4 separate regions of the Mus musculus genome follow, and regions 1, 3 and 4 are each linked to region 2. Evidence: chromatin contacts called from public HiChIP or PLAC-seq data. All regions are on one chromosome and are shown on one strand. The core of a region is the stretch at or near the end of the contact, and the rest is flanking DNA. Distances in the headings are between cores, read along the strand shown. Region 1 overlaps Tsc22d1 (TSC22 domain family, member 1). Region 2 overlaps Gm30365 (a long non-coding RNA gene). Region 3 overlaps Tsc22d1 (TSC22 domain family, member 1). Region 4 holds the start of Serp2 (stress-associated endoplasmic reticulum protein family member 2).

The links. HiChIP or PLAC-seq counts read pairs in DNA pulled down with a chosen protein or histone mark.
Region 1: a contact with region 2 is called in a FOXA1 HiChIP or PLAC-seq map of pancreatic cancer cells. The contact joins two enhancer-like sites. A contact is called at or near these places in 1 of 39 promoter capture datasets (the SN4741 cell line), 2 of 15 datasets of contacts at CTCF or cohesin (the NIH/3T3 cell line and large pre-B cells), 15 of 484 Hi-C or Micro-C datasets (the 3T3-L1 cell line, 3T3-L1-derived adipocytes, the AML12 cell line and 7 more), 33 of 115 datasets of contacts at active chromatin or transcription factors (the NIH/3T3 cell line, the SCID.adh cell line, SST interneurons and 24 more) and 3 of 9 other capture datasets (adipose tissue, liver and pancreatic islet).
Region 3: a CTCF HiChIP or PLAC-seq map of the NIH/3T3 cell line shows a contact between it and region 2, with 7 read pairs. The contact joins two enhancer-like sites. A contact is called at or near these places in 1 of 15 datasets of contacts at CTCF or cohesin (the NIH/3T3 cell line), 4 of 484 Hi-C or Micro-C datasets (the AML12 cell line, bone marrow-derived macrophages and liver), 6 of 115 datasets of contacts at active chromatin or transcription factors (a colorectal cancer cell line, embryonic stem cells, epiblast stem cells and 2 more) and 1 of 9 other capture datasets (adipose tissue).
Region 4: a FOXA1 HiChIP or PLAC-seq map of pancreatic cancer cells shows a contact between it and region 2. The contact joins the promoter of Serp2 here to the enhancer-like site in region 2. A contact is called at or near these places in 12 of 39 promoter capture datasets (the 3T3-L1 cell line, 3T3-L1-derived adipocytes, the HPC-7 cell line and 7 more), 3 of 484 Hi-C or Micro-C datasets (bone marrow-derived macrophages, liver and nephron progenitors), 10 of 115 datasets of contacts at active chromatin or transcription factors (acute myeloid leukemia, embryonic basal ganglia, embryonic forebrain and 6 more) and 4 of 9 other capture datasets (adipose tissue, embryonic stem cells, liver and 1 more).

What each region holds. Positions count from the first base shown.
Region 1 is chr14:76,507,004-76,510,126 of GRCm38.p6, reverse strand. Tsc22d1 (TSC22 domain family, member 1) reads right to left here. Exons shown (of 3, transcript NM_207652.3): 3 at 2,362-3,123. Among named protein-coding and RNA genes, the nearest start is that of 4930444M15Rik, 12 kb to the left of the region's middle. Within about 2 kb of position 1,801, at least 15 of the 459 cell types and tissues checked have an H3K27ac peak or open chromatin away from gene starts, as enhancers often do. A contact at or near this core is called in pancreatic cancer cells, where this site is marked.
Region 2 is chr14:76,833,378-76,836,664 of GRCm38.p6, reverse strand. Gm30365 (a long non-coding RNA gene) reads left to right here. Exons shown (of 3, transcript XR_383623.4): 2 at 1,841-2,035; 3 at 2,488-3,287. Among named protein-coding and RNA genes, the nearest start is that of Gm30365, 2.7 kb to the left of the region's middle. Within about 2 kb of position 1,769, at least 27 of the 459 cell types and tissues checked have an H3K27ac peak or open chromatin away from gene starts, as enhancers often do. A contact at or near this core is called in the NIH/3T3 cell line and pancreatic cancer cells, where this site is marked.
Region 3 is chr14:76,477,473-76,480,795 of GRCm38.p6, reverse strand. All of the region lies in intron 1 of Tsc22d1 (TSC22 domain family, member 1), which reads right to left. Among named protein-coding and RNA genes, the nearest start is that of 4930444M15Rik, 42 kb to the left of the region's middle. Within about 2 kb of position 1,980, at least 96 of the 459 cell types and tissues checked have an H3K27ac peak or open chromatin away from gene starts, as enhancers often do. A contact at or near this core is called in the NIH/3T3 cell line and pancreatic cancer cells, where this site is marked.
Region 4 is chr14:76,554,723-76,558,138 of GRCm38.p6, reverse strand. Serp2 (stress-associated endoplasmic reticulum protein family member 2) reads left to right here and starts at 1,452. Exons shown (of 3, transcript NM_001160326.1): 1 at 1,452-1,708. The coding sequence starts at 1,625.

The DNA.
Region 1 (3,123 bases), core at 552-3,051, 330 kb after region 2:
GGAAGACCCCAGCCAACCAGTGTGGTCGTTTGTCACAACAGGTCGTCACGGCAGTCCTGCTTAAGGAAAGACACGGAGCACTTAGAAAGCAACGGAGACCATCTTCATTGCAATGTATGTTGTCCCTGGAAACTCAGAGAATTGGTTTTGAGAACTACACAGTCTTGTAGCACACACATCCACAGTCACAATCTTGGTCCCTGGGTTGACTGGAGAAGGTGGGGGTAGGGCCATCCTATCAAGAGACATGGCTTCTCATTTAGCAATACTTTTTGTTTGTTTGTTTGTTAATTTCGAGAAATGTCTTGTTATATAGCACTGGATGGCCTTGAACTCAAGATCTTGCTTCAGCTGGATCTACAGGCATGTATCTCCACAGTCATTAACTAGCGCTCTTAAAGATGTCTGCCCTCAGCCTGGGGTTCACACACACACACACACACACACACACACACACACACACACACACACGATTGGCAGAGATGGATCTTGGGCAGGTTGAAGATACTCGTTGATATTCTCTGAAGAAACTAACCCAGCATTCTAAGACTCGGTGCTCAGTCTCCATGAGAAGGGCTTTTCTAATTTGAGCTGAAGTTTAGCCAAGTTCTGGGTCTTGAAAGCTCTCACCCAGTGATTTCATGGATGGGGAGGTGGGTCTGTGGATTTCTGTTCCCTCCAAATATCAAATAGCCGGTTTCCACAGCACCTCAGGTGCGGTCGGCGAGTGTCTTTCTCCCACACAGCAGAGCAGGAACCTCATGGCACAATCTGCTCCCCAGTCCTGTTGGTAGGCAGTATTTTCAAACGATTTTATCTGGGAGGAAATTTCATTTTCGGCTTGTGTCTGATCTTACTGCTGTGATTACTGTCTGAATGGATGGGAAATGGACAGCTAAAGGCTGTCACTGCACAAGGCTTCATCTTGTATTTCACTCAGCCGGAGGGACAGTAGTGCCTGCATTGAAATTCATTTTCATTCCTAATTATGGTTATAATTAACTTTTATACGTTTCCTGAGCAAATATATAAACCTGATTTCTGGCACGCTGTATTCATCACAATTATTTTTACTTTTAAACTATGCGAAAACCAAAAGCACAGCTCCTGAATTCTGAACATTGTTAATTTGAAGCAGAGAGCAGGCATTCTTAGAATCACATGGTACCGTCGTCTCTCCGGCACTGTGCCTGGGTCTGTCCTGCAGTGACGTCACGAACACCCAGGGCTCACACTAGATCTCCTTCGGCTTTAGAAGTCACTCCTGCTCCATGGCAGGTGAAGTGTGACTCTATCAACTCCATAGTGACCCACGGGCCAAGGATGCCTAGTTAGGTTTGTGAGTTAGCAATAAGATGTGCTTAGAAATCAACTTAGATATGTTTAAATAGCAGTCAGTAAAACTTCTGAATTTACAAAGGCGAGGAAAGGCCATAAAAATATATCTTTTCATGTTAATGATTCATTACTATTTCACATATCAAGACACCGCAATCTTGTGAGATTTTCTATTAGTCGAAATAATGTCTATTTAGTTCATCAAGGGTGGAGACTTTAAATTCTCCACAGCTACATGAAAAAATGTGAGATGAAATGGCTACTGTCTAGTTTTCTTCAGAGAATCACCATCGAAGCTTCCCGTTAGATCAGTTATGTAGCTCTAAGTATGAGACACTGTCAAGTTCTTGCTGCCCTCCAGTTATCATTATGGCAACTGCCATCGGCTTACAGTGAGGACTTAGGTAACCCTCAGAGGATGCACAGGATGGACCCAACTCGCACCACATCCAAGAGCTATTGCCGAGGTCCTGGGGCAGAGAGCCAAGCCTGTCCTGCTAAGGCCCTTCCTCCTCCTTAGGCTCCACTGTGTTTACACATCACCCAGAAGGGAGAGATGTCCCAGGTCCTACCTAGCTCAAGCCCAGTACATCCTTTCAACCCCCAGAAGAGTGTCTACAAACACAACTACTCTCCCAGGGGCCAGAAACTCATTCTGGCAGCAGAGCTGTCAACGTGGAAACGAACCTGTCCCTCTTCCTTTAACCTTCACACACCAACCAGGCTTGTTCCCTCTCAGTTCAGCAACTACGAATAAATAAGCTCTACATAAACCCTCAAATTTTAAATTGGAGAAGTGAAGATTCTCTTATCAGTCCAGAGGGGTGAAGTGACTTAGTCACAAGAGAATGAGCCCTTCTGCCTGCATTCCCCCCCCCCCCCCAATCAAAACAATGTCTCCTCTCTTCTGGAGTCAAAGCACTGGTGTCAGCGCCCTGAGACTTTACTAGGCAAACTGCTGTTGACTTCATGAAGAGCAGCTGTGGAAATGAATGTATTAATGGCGTCATATAGAAACACGTGTGTATCAACATTTGATATGCTTTATTGAAAGGTGACAAGTAGAACAGGTAAATACAGTGGGGACTGTGTGGGGGACATGCGCAGAACGACTATACAGGTGAGGTGCAGAAACCCCTACTGGGAAATCCACTTCCTTAGCAACTGACCACTTCTCCAGGTATCACCAGCTTAACTGACATCGGTCACGGGGAGTTTACTTCGCAAGACTTCAGCAGCTAGATTCCGGGATTACACAGAGTGACTAACTGGGCCAAATTCTTAAAATTTCTTCAGGTGTGGTTTTTGTCACAAAGCAGTTTTTAAGTAGATCTCTCTAGGAAGGACAAGCCACACCTTTTCAGACAGCCAATGAAACATCTACATTTCAATGTGTAGAAGCTAAACAGTAGTTACGGACAGTCCTCTATGGTACAAATTCGTTACACTACATACACAAATATACAACAAGCAAAACAACCTTCATAATAAGATAGCCTAGGTCCCAGCTACCTGTCACCGTTGTGTCACTAACAGTTTTGTGTCTTCTGATGGTTCAGAAAAGAGGGACAGTACTATCGTGTTTTATAAGCTTTGGTGACAGTTGTCGGTTTTGTATAAGGACTGCATCATCCCTCCCCCCGCCCCCCATTGCAGTCTTGTTTCTGGCCTCTCCGAGTTCTTTGAAGGGAAGGAGAAGAGAGCGCAGAATCCAGGAGCAGCCCACTTTCCGAACCCCACGCAGGCGAGCCCCACGAAGGCGAGCCGCCCGAGCTCTCAGAAGCA
Region 2 (3,287 bases), core at 520-3,019:
TGCTGGTGCAAGAGTTGTATGCATATAGCAAAAAAAAAAACATACTCTGGATTTTGCGTTTCAATCTTTACCTGGGCTAGCAGTGATCAATAGAATATTGATATTCTCTTGTGCTACTTGGCAGAGGCAGAAAGCTGTAGTTCGCAGCCAGGCATTTGATGGGGAGGGCAAACTGCTGATCCTGGGCTTAGGTTCTGTGCCAAGCTACAGAGCTTGGCCAGGTATAATAGATGAATTTCAACTTAGAGTGTTTCCAATTAAAACATGTGAATTAAGCCAGGTGGCACATCCTTTTAATCCCTGTACTCAGGAGCAGAGACAGGCACATCTCTGTGAGTTAGAGGCCAGCCTGGCTTACAAAGTGAGTCCAGGATAGCCAGGCCTTATTATTACCCAGAGGAACCCTGCCTCAAAAAAAAAAGGGGGGGGCAAGGATTGGCCCAATCACAAATCAGGGGACATGCACATGTGCAACTGGGCTTGGTCTAGATGTTCCTAGACCATAGGCTAATAGGTGGTTCTTACTAAGAGCTGTGATTCGACATCTCCGAGGCATATTCTCTTCCTATGAAAAGCTTCTAGAAGAAAATCCTTCTTTGATGATCTCAAAGCAGCATCCTCATCTTAACCCTTAAGGATGCTGTCCTCATGTGATCAGAAGCCCCTGCTATTACTTGAGCTTTTTAATGATTTATTTTGTTGTTGTTGTTTTAATTATATGTATTTGTGAATTGAGGAGGTATATGTGCACTTGAATGCACATTTCCATGGAGGACAAAAGAGGCTTTTAAGACTCCAGGAGCTGGAGTTACATTTGGTCATCATCTGCCAGATCTTAGTCCTTAGAATCAAACTCAGGTCTGCTTCAAAAACACTACACACTCTTTACTACTTAGCCTCTACAGCTCCAACATGATTTTGGTTTTGTTTGTTTCGTTTTGTTTTCAGGAGCCCATCAAGTAACCCTGACTGGCCTTGAACTCACAGAGATCTTACTGCCTCTGCTTTCCAAGTGCTGTGGTAAAGGGGTTGTCCCATCAAGACCAGCCTTTACTTGAACACCTATTACCAGGCCTTATTACCCAGAGGGTTTTCTTCTCAATTACTGATTGATTCTGAATTTTAGTTTTTTTAAACATGAAAGGGCTAAGTCCAATGTTTTCTGATCCTTGCTTCTGAGAGTTGGATAGAGAGAGTGTGTTGATGTCAAGGACATACGAGGGACACTAGATGTGTTCAGGAAACTTGGTTCTTACAATGCCGAAGTTGGTCATCTAATTAATAAAAGTGACAGCATCTGGAATGTGTCATTGCCTGTTCTATATTTTGTTAAAATTATTCATCTGTGCTATCTTGCTAGCCATGAAAATGACAGTGAAATATGGCTGTCCATTAACCGAAAGCAAAATGTAAGGCAGTAATGATGCTTGAAGCTTCCTGCAGGGCTGGAGATTTTAGATGTCATTAATAATAAATTATCAGCAATGCTTTGGGCAGCTCATAGGTTTCTAAAATTTTCCATTATAAAATGATAATCCACTAAGTCATGTGTCACAGCCTTTAGCAATCTGCTTACATCCATTTTGTATGAAGAACACTGTTCCTAACATTGAACTCATTTTACAGATGGGAAAGTAAAGGTTATTGCACTGGGTGATTATGTCGAATGTATCTGGGCATTGAAATCGAGGTCCCTGATTCAGTGCAGCTTCACATCAAAGCCTCTGACGTATGTGTCAGTATGAGAACATGTAGAAGTGATTGGCTCATGAGTTGGGGTCAGAATGGAGGTAAGGTTCTATTAGTCATGAACTCTAGCTCACTTTATTTCTTCAATCAGAGTCTAGAAAAAGCAACAACATAATGAGTTGTTAAAAGGAAGTCTTGGGCCACATGTCTCAATCGGCTATTTGGGGCCATGTGGAAGAAGAAGAAGAAGGAATTTTCTCAGAGCAAATAAAACAAATCAAAGCCTGTAACAATGATCAAGTCTAAAACTCCAAAACTCCTGTGAACTCAAGGGCTTCACGCTCAGGTATGAGCATGGACCAGGGGAGAAAGGGAGGGAGAAAGGGAGGGAGGGGGACAGAGACAGAGAGACTTTCCTTCACAGGTCTCCATTGTTAAAATACAGACTCCCTCACCCCCATTGTCTTCTCCTCCAATGAAAACCCATAGAAATGAATCTGAAATACAAGCTGTGTGATTGATGTTCACACGTCCCTCCCTCCCTCCCTCCCTCCGGGTTTTGTTTCCTTAGAGATAATGGGAGGGGGTTAGCATAGACCAGGCTTGGCCTTCCAGAGGACTGTGACTAACTGTGAGCTGGTTTAAGAGCCTCCCCACTTCAAACTGTGGCGGGTGTTTACACTGAGTGGTCCTGGTATTGAGCAAAGTCATGAGTCACTGAGGCACTCAGTTCAGACTAATGTATACCTTTGATGTCTTACAAGTCTAATGCAACATCCTTCAAACTATTCCAAACAGGACAGAGGCCCGCACAGATAGCAAGTTCCTAACATGATCGCATCCACGGGAGGAAGGAGCTTGGGAAAACATCATAAGTTGTCTCCTATACCCTTTGAGAAGACTTGCTCCATACAGGTTCAACACCAGCAGAAAGCACAGGAAAGCCTGGAGCCCACAAGTTCAAAGGACCACCCCCAACCCTACATATATACGCTCAAGGATCCAGAAACCAACTGAACTGAGAATGCGTGCTCCTCCTCAGCTGTGCTTTCTCCTGCTCAGCCTCACTCCCGCTGCCCTCCCTCTCCCCGCTCTCACTCTGGCCCACCACTTTTCACTCCTGCTGCCCCTCACTCTCACTTGCCATTTTAAACCTTGTGCCTTTTTTTATTTCACTACACTTTTAGTAGTATTTTCACCTTATTCTATTTTTTAAGTCTTCCATGTTTTTTCTTTCCTTGTACTTTCATCTAATTTTGGAGATGAAGTTTTCAGTTACTGGGTAATCTTTATTTATCTTTGTCCGTTTTCTTGTCCCTTTTGTTTCCTCTTTTTTTCTTTCTTTTCTTTTCTTTTTTGGTCTATTATACTCTGAGAAATGTTGGTACTTTAAAAGAGATTTATTTAATTTACGAATATGTGTAATTCTCTCTCTCTCTCTCTCTCTCTCTCTCTCTCTCTCTCTCTCTCTCTCTCTCTCTCGTGTACTCACGTGCATGTGCATGTGTGTGCAGGTGCCTGTGGAGTCCTGAAGTCTCCAGGGTTGAGGTTATAAAGCAGTTAGGAGGCCACCACAGGTGTGCCAAGCCTCTACCGTA
Region 3 (3,323 bases), core at 731-3,230, 360 kb after region 2:
TACAGACTCACAAAACCACCACAGACCCGGAAGCAGGGAAGAGCGAAGCTTTGATGAACACTAATGTTCTGGTCCAGGAGACAGACGACTTACCCAATGCTGTGTCACCAGAACCACAAACTGCTTTGAACAGCCAAACTCAGTGTGAGCCACCCCCGTACTCCGTGTCATCTCCTCCAAACAAACTGTCTACACACGAGAGGCTCAAGGACTGCAGGAAAGACCCCTTAGCATACTTTAGATGAGACCTTACATCTACAGGACGCCTCTCCCAGCACCACGGTGTGTCACCTTGCCACAGTGGCCTGTGATAAATAAAACTCAAGACGTCACAGTGCCTTCCTCCCCTCAACCGATATGACAAAACCCCTGAGAGAAGGCAGGGCTGGCCTGCCACTGTGTGCTATTTAATTTTGCAGAAAGCAGCCATGTTCTATCACACTAGACTAGAGACCAGCACTTGGCATTATTAATAGGAAAACTAACGCAAATAAAGGAAAAAAAAAAAAAAAGCAAGATGGAATCAGGCAGCGTTTAACTGCCCAGGTGCATGCCCTTGCCAGGGCCTCTATCCCTTCCCTTCCACCCCTCACTGCTCCATCTTAGTCCTTAGTCTACGCAGTCACTGCTATCTAGAGGGTTTCCTGATAACAACCACACTACATTGTACCGTTTAAGACACCAGGAAAGCCTGGGATGAGGCTCAGAGAGCATTCCATCATAAAAGTTAAACTGTAAAGCTCTGCTATATAAAACAGTTAACATTTAACAGAAAAACTTTGATTTCTGCATAACCACGAGCTTGCTCTGCACGGAACCAAAGGGAACCTACAAACATACAAGCCTGCCACCTTGTGGAACACATGCAGAATTACAACCTCCGAGCTAAATGTACTAAAATATACTAGATATTAAAAAACAGTAATCAAGATAACATATCCATTCTAAAACATTAAATATTAGTGGAGAGGTCCACTAGCATTCATTCAACTGGTTGTTATTAATGTTTTATTTAGTGAAATCATTTGGAATCAAAACTAAAGTTTCTCTTTAGACATGAGCAGAATTGCTCCCGTAGATAGTGGAATAAACTTGGGGTCTCATCCCCTCTTAGTTACAATAGCCACCACCTATGCTTAATGAACACAACACGGCAACTCCACTGCCCACCAACAGCACCACTGGACCAATTTTACCCTATGAAGGAGAATTCCTATACAATCTTTACTATTTCATAATTAGACTGCAATGAGTCCAAACTCTCAGAAGAATCTACTCATTACTTCTTGATAACAAACTGCCACAAAAGAGCCTGGTCTAAAATAGCGAATAAAAGACAGAAAAAACCATTGACTTTTTCCGAGTACCTGCTGCAGTCATGGATTTTTCAGAAAGCAGTAGCCTTTGGGGAAACACAGCCTCCTTTGACGCTGAGGGTTAGCCGTGGCTCTTGTGAGAACATGGGCTGCCAGGTTACAGAAACTCCTTGTGAATGTGGCTCAGTGCGATCCACAGAGCTTCCGATGGCCCTGGGTCTGGTCCTTTCCGGGTTCCTATAACAGTCTGCGTGTCCACCTTGGGGAGGAAATAATCCTACGGCCTAAGGGACTGACAAACTCTTAGAACAGTGCTAATGTACTTCCTGCTTCCAAGGATTTAGTTATTAAACCTGGACAGGATGGACAAAAGCTACAGAGACAAAAATGGAGAATCTGTTCCAAACGTCTTTTTTTTCAGATAAGGATTCCATCTTTTGGCGAAGTGTTTTCCTTTGTTCTGTTTTGTTCTTCACAAACAACAAAACAAAACTTGTAGGCGAGAAGCAGGGAGATCATTACTTTTTTTTTCTGCTCTACAATTCCATCTGAAGGAAACTGGAAAACTGACTATCTCCAAATCTCCAGAGAAAGGCTTCTCTCTCCCGTTGTGAGCCAGCATTCCTCAGGATGAGTCAGCATTCCTCATGCTGAGTCAGAGTCTCCCCCCACCTTCCTGTCCGGCCCTTCAGCCCCTCAGCCCCTCAGCACCAATGGCATACAATGGTATATCTGTGTCTCTTTCCCTCTTACCCACACACACACAGCAAACATCTAAGCACCGGGTCTTAAGAACGAAAACATGAGGAGCCACAGTTACCCTCCGAGTATGGTATTAATAATTCAAAATGGTTTAAGCTCTGGTATCAAAGTTAAGAGCTAACTGTGCTATTCAACTCAATTTCTTTTCTCTCTTTCTCTTTCTCTTTCTCTTTCTCTTTCTCTCTCTCTCTCTCTCTCTCTCTCTCTCTCTCTCTCTCTCTCTCTCCCTCCCTCCCTCCCTCCCTCCCTCCCTCCCTCCCTCCCTTCCTTCCTTCCTTTCTTTCTTTCTAAAGTCTTACTCTGGGTGTGGTAGCACACACCTTTAGTCAAAGTGCTAGGGGTTTAGAGGCAGGTGGAGCTCTGTAATTTGAGGCCAGCCTGGTCTACATAGCAAGGAGAGCTAGACAGTGAGAGAGCCTGCCTTTAACAAAAAAAGGGGGGGAGGGGAGAAAGGGAGGGAGGGAGAGGAGGAGGAAAGAGGGAGGGAAGGTCTCACTGGATGGCACTTGCTGGTTGGGAACTCTATGGAGAACAAACTGTTCACATCTCCCTATCCCCCTGCCCCTGCTTCCAAGCTGCTGGACTTGCTCATGACCTTGTACCGTCACGCTAGGCTTTAGAAAGAATCTCATGTAATTTATCTGCCAACTGAAGCAAAAGACTCCTCTTGTCACCATCGCCATCCAGTCCTCCAAGTATTTTTAAAGTAGCTCTTAAGATTTCCTAACTAGGGCTGGCGAGATGGCTCAGTGGGTAAGAGCACTGACTGCTCTTCTGAAGATCCTGAGTTCAAATCTCAGCAACTACATGGTGGCTCACAACCACCCACAATAAGATCTGACACCCTCTTCTGGTGTGTCTGAAGACAGCTACAGTGTACTTATGTATAATAATAAATAATAAGTCTTTGGGCCATAGCAACCAGAGCAAGTGGGGTTGACCTAAAATTTCAATTCCCAACAGCCATATGAAGGATCACAACCATTTATACAGCTACAGTGTACTCATATATATGAAATTGTAATATCCAAAATAAATTCAAGACTACCCAGTACCTTCCCCCTTCAAAAGGACTTTCCAAACTGTACTAGCAGGCCAAGTACAGAGTCAGATAAAAAAGCTGGCTGACTAAACAAATATAGAAACATAGTTTTAACGGTCAAAATTACTAAGCTTCCAAAACAAGATTAACAATTCCTTTGTCCCGCCTCATACTAAAAACCTCAAGGACAGACAAAATGAGAG
Region 4 (3,416 bases), core at 203-2,702, 280 kb after region 2:
TTTTGTCTAACTTGACCCAAGCTGGAGTCTTCAGAGTGGAAGGAGCCTCCGTTGAGAAATGAGACTATGAGCTCCAGCTGTAAGGCATATTCTTAATTACAGATTGAAGGGGAGGCCCCAGCCCATTGTGGGTGGTGCCATCCCTGAGCAGGTGGGCCCAGATTCTATTAGAAAGCAGGTTGAGCAAGCCAGAAAAAGTAAGCCAGTCAGCAGCACCCTCCACAGCCTCTGCATCAGCTCCTGCTTCCAGGTTTCTGCCCTGCTTGAGTTTCATCCCAACAGAAACTCTAAGATAAACCGTATCCTAAAGAGCTCTTCCTAGCTTTCTACCCACATAAGAAATTCTACCCATACCAGAGCCTATTGAAGCATCCTCCAGGCACAGATAGATAGGATCAGAGATGCATCCGACATATCTGGTCTACACAGCTCTCACTCCTTACCCTTGAGTGCTATTTTGTATTGTCCTAACCCTGGACCACCTCTTCCCACTTCTCCAGATGTCCCTCCTGAGCTCCAAGGAGCCATATTTGTTGAGGAAAGATAAGCGGTTCAGCCCCCACTCCTCCCCTAGCTAAATCTCGGGGTCAGCATCTGGATATTCAAATATTGATTTTTGTCCTTTCACTGCAGAGAAACTCCCAATGCTGTCTGGGAGCTCACACTTAGTACCCCATAGAACAGGGATGCCTGAAGGTCCAAGATGCCCCAAGACAGTAGTGGTGGTGGGGCAGTGGGGGATAAGAGTCCAAGCCTGGTCAACACTTTGGTTATGGGCAGTGGCCATCCATTCTTCCTGTACTGTAGGCTCATGAACCCTTTGCCCTCTATGCACTCAGTGGTTTCTGGGGCAATCTGCTAGTGTGATGACCACCACTGCCAAGGTGAGGTCTGGTCCAACTCCACCCTCATCCACATTTTTCAGGGACCAGAAAGAGGCTTCTTGGCTCTTCGTCCCATGTCACAAAGGGTCTCTTTTTGCACAACCCAACTTGCCAAGTGGGGTTTCCTCAGACACCTAAAGGGCAGGTTCTTTTGGGGTGTTTCCCAACAGTACTACCCAAACCTGGCCAGGCTCAGCTCTGAGACTCAGCGCTCGATGCCTAGGGTCTAGCCTTCAGCTTGAAGCACCAGCGCCCCAATCCCTGCCTGTCCCGAGGTGGTCAGGAAACAGTCAGAGGTCACCAGGCTGGGTGCGGCTGCGTCCCCACCCCCCACGCACGCACAAACGCCGGGTCGCCCGAACCCTATGCCCCGCAGCGTTCGATCTCAGGACCCGGACACCCCGGGCCACGGTGCCCTTGGGCTTGGCGCGCGGCGCTGTGTCAGCGCCCGCCTCTCGCTTCCCGCCTCCTGCCTCGGTGGCCGCGCAGGGTAGGTAGCTGGGGGGACCGGAAGGATGGCGAGGAAGTCGGAGAGGGTTTCCTGAGATGAGAGATTACTTCCGTCCGCGCGCTGGCCTCTCTCTGGAGCCGGCTGGCTGGGGCTCCGGGAGCGGGGTGCGCGGGGCTCGGCCGTGCCTTGCCACCTGCAGCGCCCGGGCAAGCCGCGGGGCGCTGCGGCTACGGCTCACCCCGGCCATCGTTGCAGGTGGGAGTCGAGAGCATCCCCAAGCGCCCAAGCCATGGTGGCCAAACAGCGGATCCGGATGGCTAACGAGAAGCACAGCAAAAACATCACCCAGAGGGGAAACGTAGCCAAAACCCTGGTAAGGCGGGGGCGGCGCCGGCCGGGCCGAGCTGGCAGGACCCGCGGGGCGGAGCGGGGCGGGGCGGGCGGGCCGTGGGCTCGGAGCCAGGCCTCCCGGCCCCTCCTCCGGGGTCCCGCAGGCTGGGGGACCCAGCGGGGCTCTGGGGGGCGCAGACTGCTCTGCTTTCTCGTGGGCGGAGAGGGCTCTGGTTGGTGGAGACTCCCCAAGAGAAGGAGCCATCGTCCTTGAAAAAGGCTAAAAGCTGCATCTTAGGGGCCAGTGAAGCCAACTGGGCTGGGAGCCTACTAAGTGAATGAATGAACGAAAGGATGAACGAATGATAGAATGCCACTTATCCACAGCTTCCAGGCTCCGCCCCTGGACTCTCTCCCCACCCCCATGCTAAGATTTTTCTTTCCACCCTTTTTGTGATCGTCTGTCTCTTCTCCCTGTGTGTGTGTGTGTGTGTGTGTGTGTGTGTGTGTGTGTGTACATATATATTATATATATGGTATAAAAGTAGGGCGTGAGATTCCGAGCTACATTTCTCTTCACCCTCCTCTTTCTCTTGCAAACTGAAGCCGCCTCAGCCAAAGCTGAGTGCATCGTTACTGCCTATAATTCACCGTATGGATTCTGGCGCATTATGATGCTGTAACTGTAGCGACCAGCTTAGTGCCCGAGGTTCTTTGCTCCCAGACTGTGTATTAAAGCTTTACCCCTGGAATCTTAAGTAAACTGTGTACCTTAAGTGCAGAGATTTCCTTTAGGAAACCAAGTTATCTGCTCCAGAAAATGTCAGGCCTGTGACTTTGAACCATCCAAGGCTTGTGTGGGTTTGCATCGTTGCGAAGAACTGGTTTGCAAAGGCGCCTGGAATCTATTAGCCCATACGATTATGGGGAAGTCCAGCCGAAGCTTGGGTTTGTCTGGAAACGCAGACTTGATGAGGCAATGCCTTTTAGCAAAGAAATTATGTTGGTTTGATTAACTGAGGGGAAAAGCTGGCTGTGTAGTCATCACACCGGAATTCTTGTTAAACCAAGCAGAATTGTGGCAGAGAAGCCATGGCGTCAAACTACTCAGAGCTTTGTACACAGCCCCAGGCTGAGGTAACCCTTAAAATTCCTTCTTTTGGGGAACTAGAGCATTTAGCTATGATTGGAGGGGACAAAATGCCAAGGCGCCATAGAATGGGAACCATATTTTTCGCAGGAATCTGTTTCCCCTATGAGGTTTTATTACTGGGTCAGGGCAGGGAGCCACTGCCCAAGTTGGCATTAAAGGCAATTATTTTATGCTCAAAGTAGATCATTTCTTCCTTCTCAAGGTGGCAGACCTATTTGCTGACATAGTGGAATAAGCAGCTGTGGCTCTTTCTAATGAACGAAGGAATCTGAGTTCAGATGTAAAATGAAGCCGGGCAGTGGTATTGCACGCCTTTAATCCCAGCACTTTGGAGGCAGAGGCAGGCAGATTTCTGAGTTCGAGGCCAGCCTGGACTACAAAGTGAGTTCCAGTACAGCCAGGGCTACACAGAGAAATCCCATCTCGAAAAAACAAAAAACAAAAGAGATGTAAAATGATCTCAGTTGACAGCTTATGTGAGGGCGAGGGCAAGGACACCAAGAACTAATTTGCAGGGCTATTTTCTCCATCAGCCTCTGTGAACTTGAGAGAATGTTGAGGGCCTAAAACAAAGCAAAAAAAAAAAAAAAATTGTTGG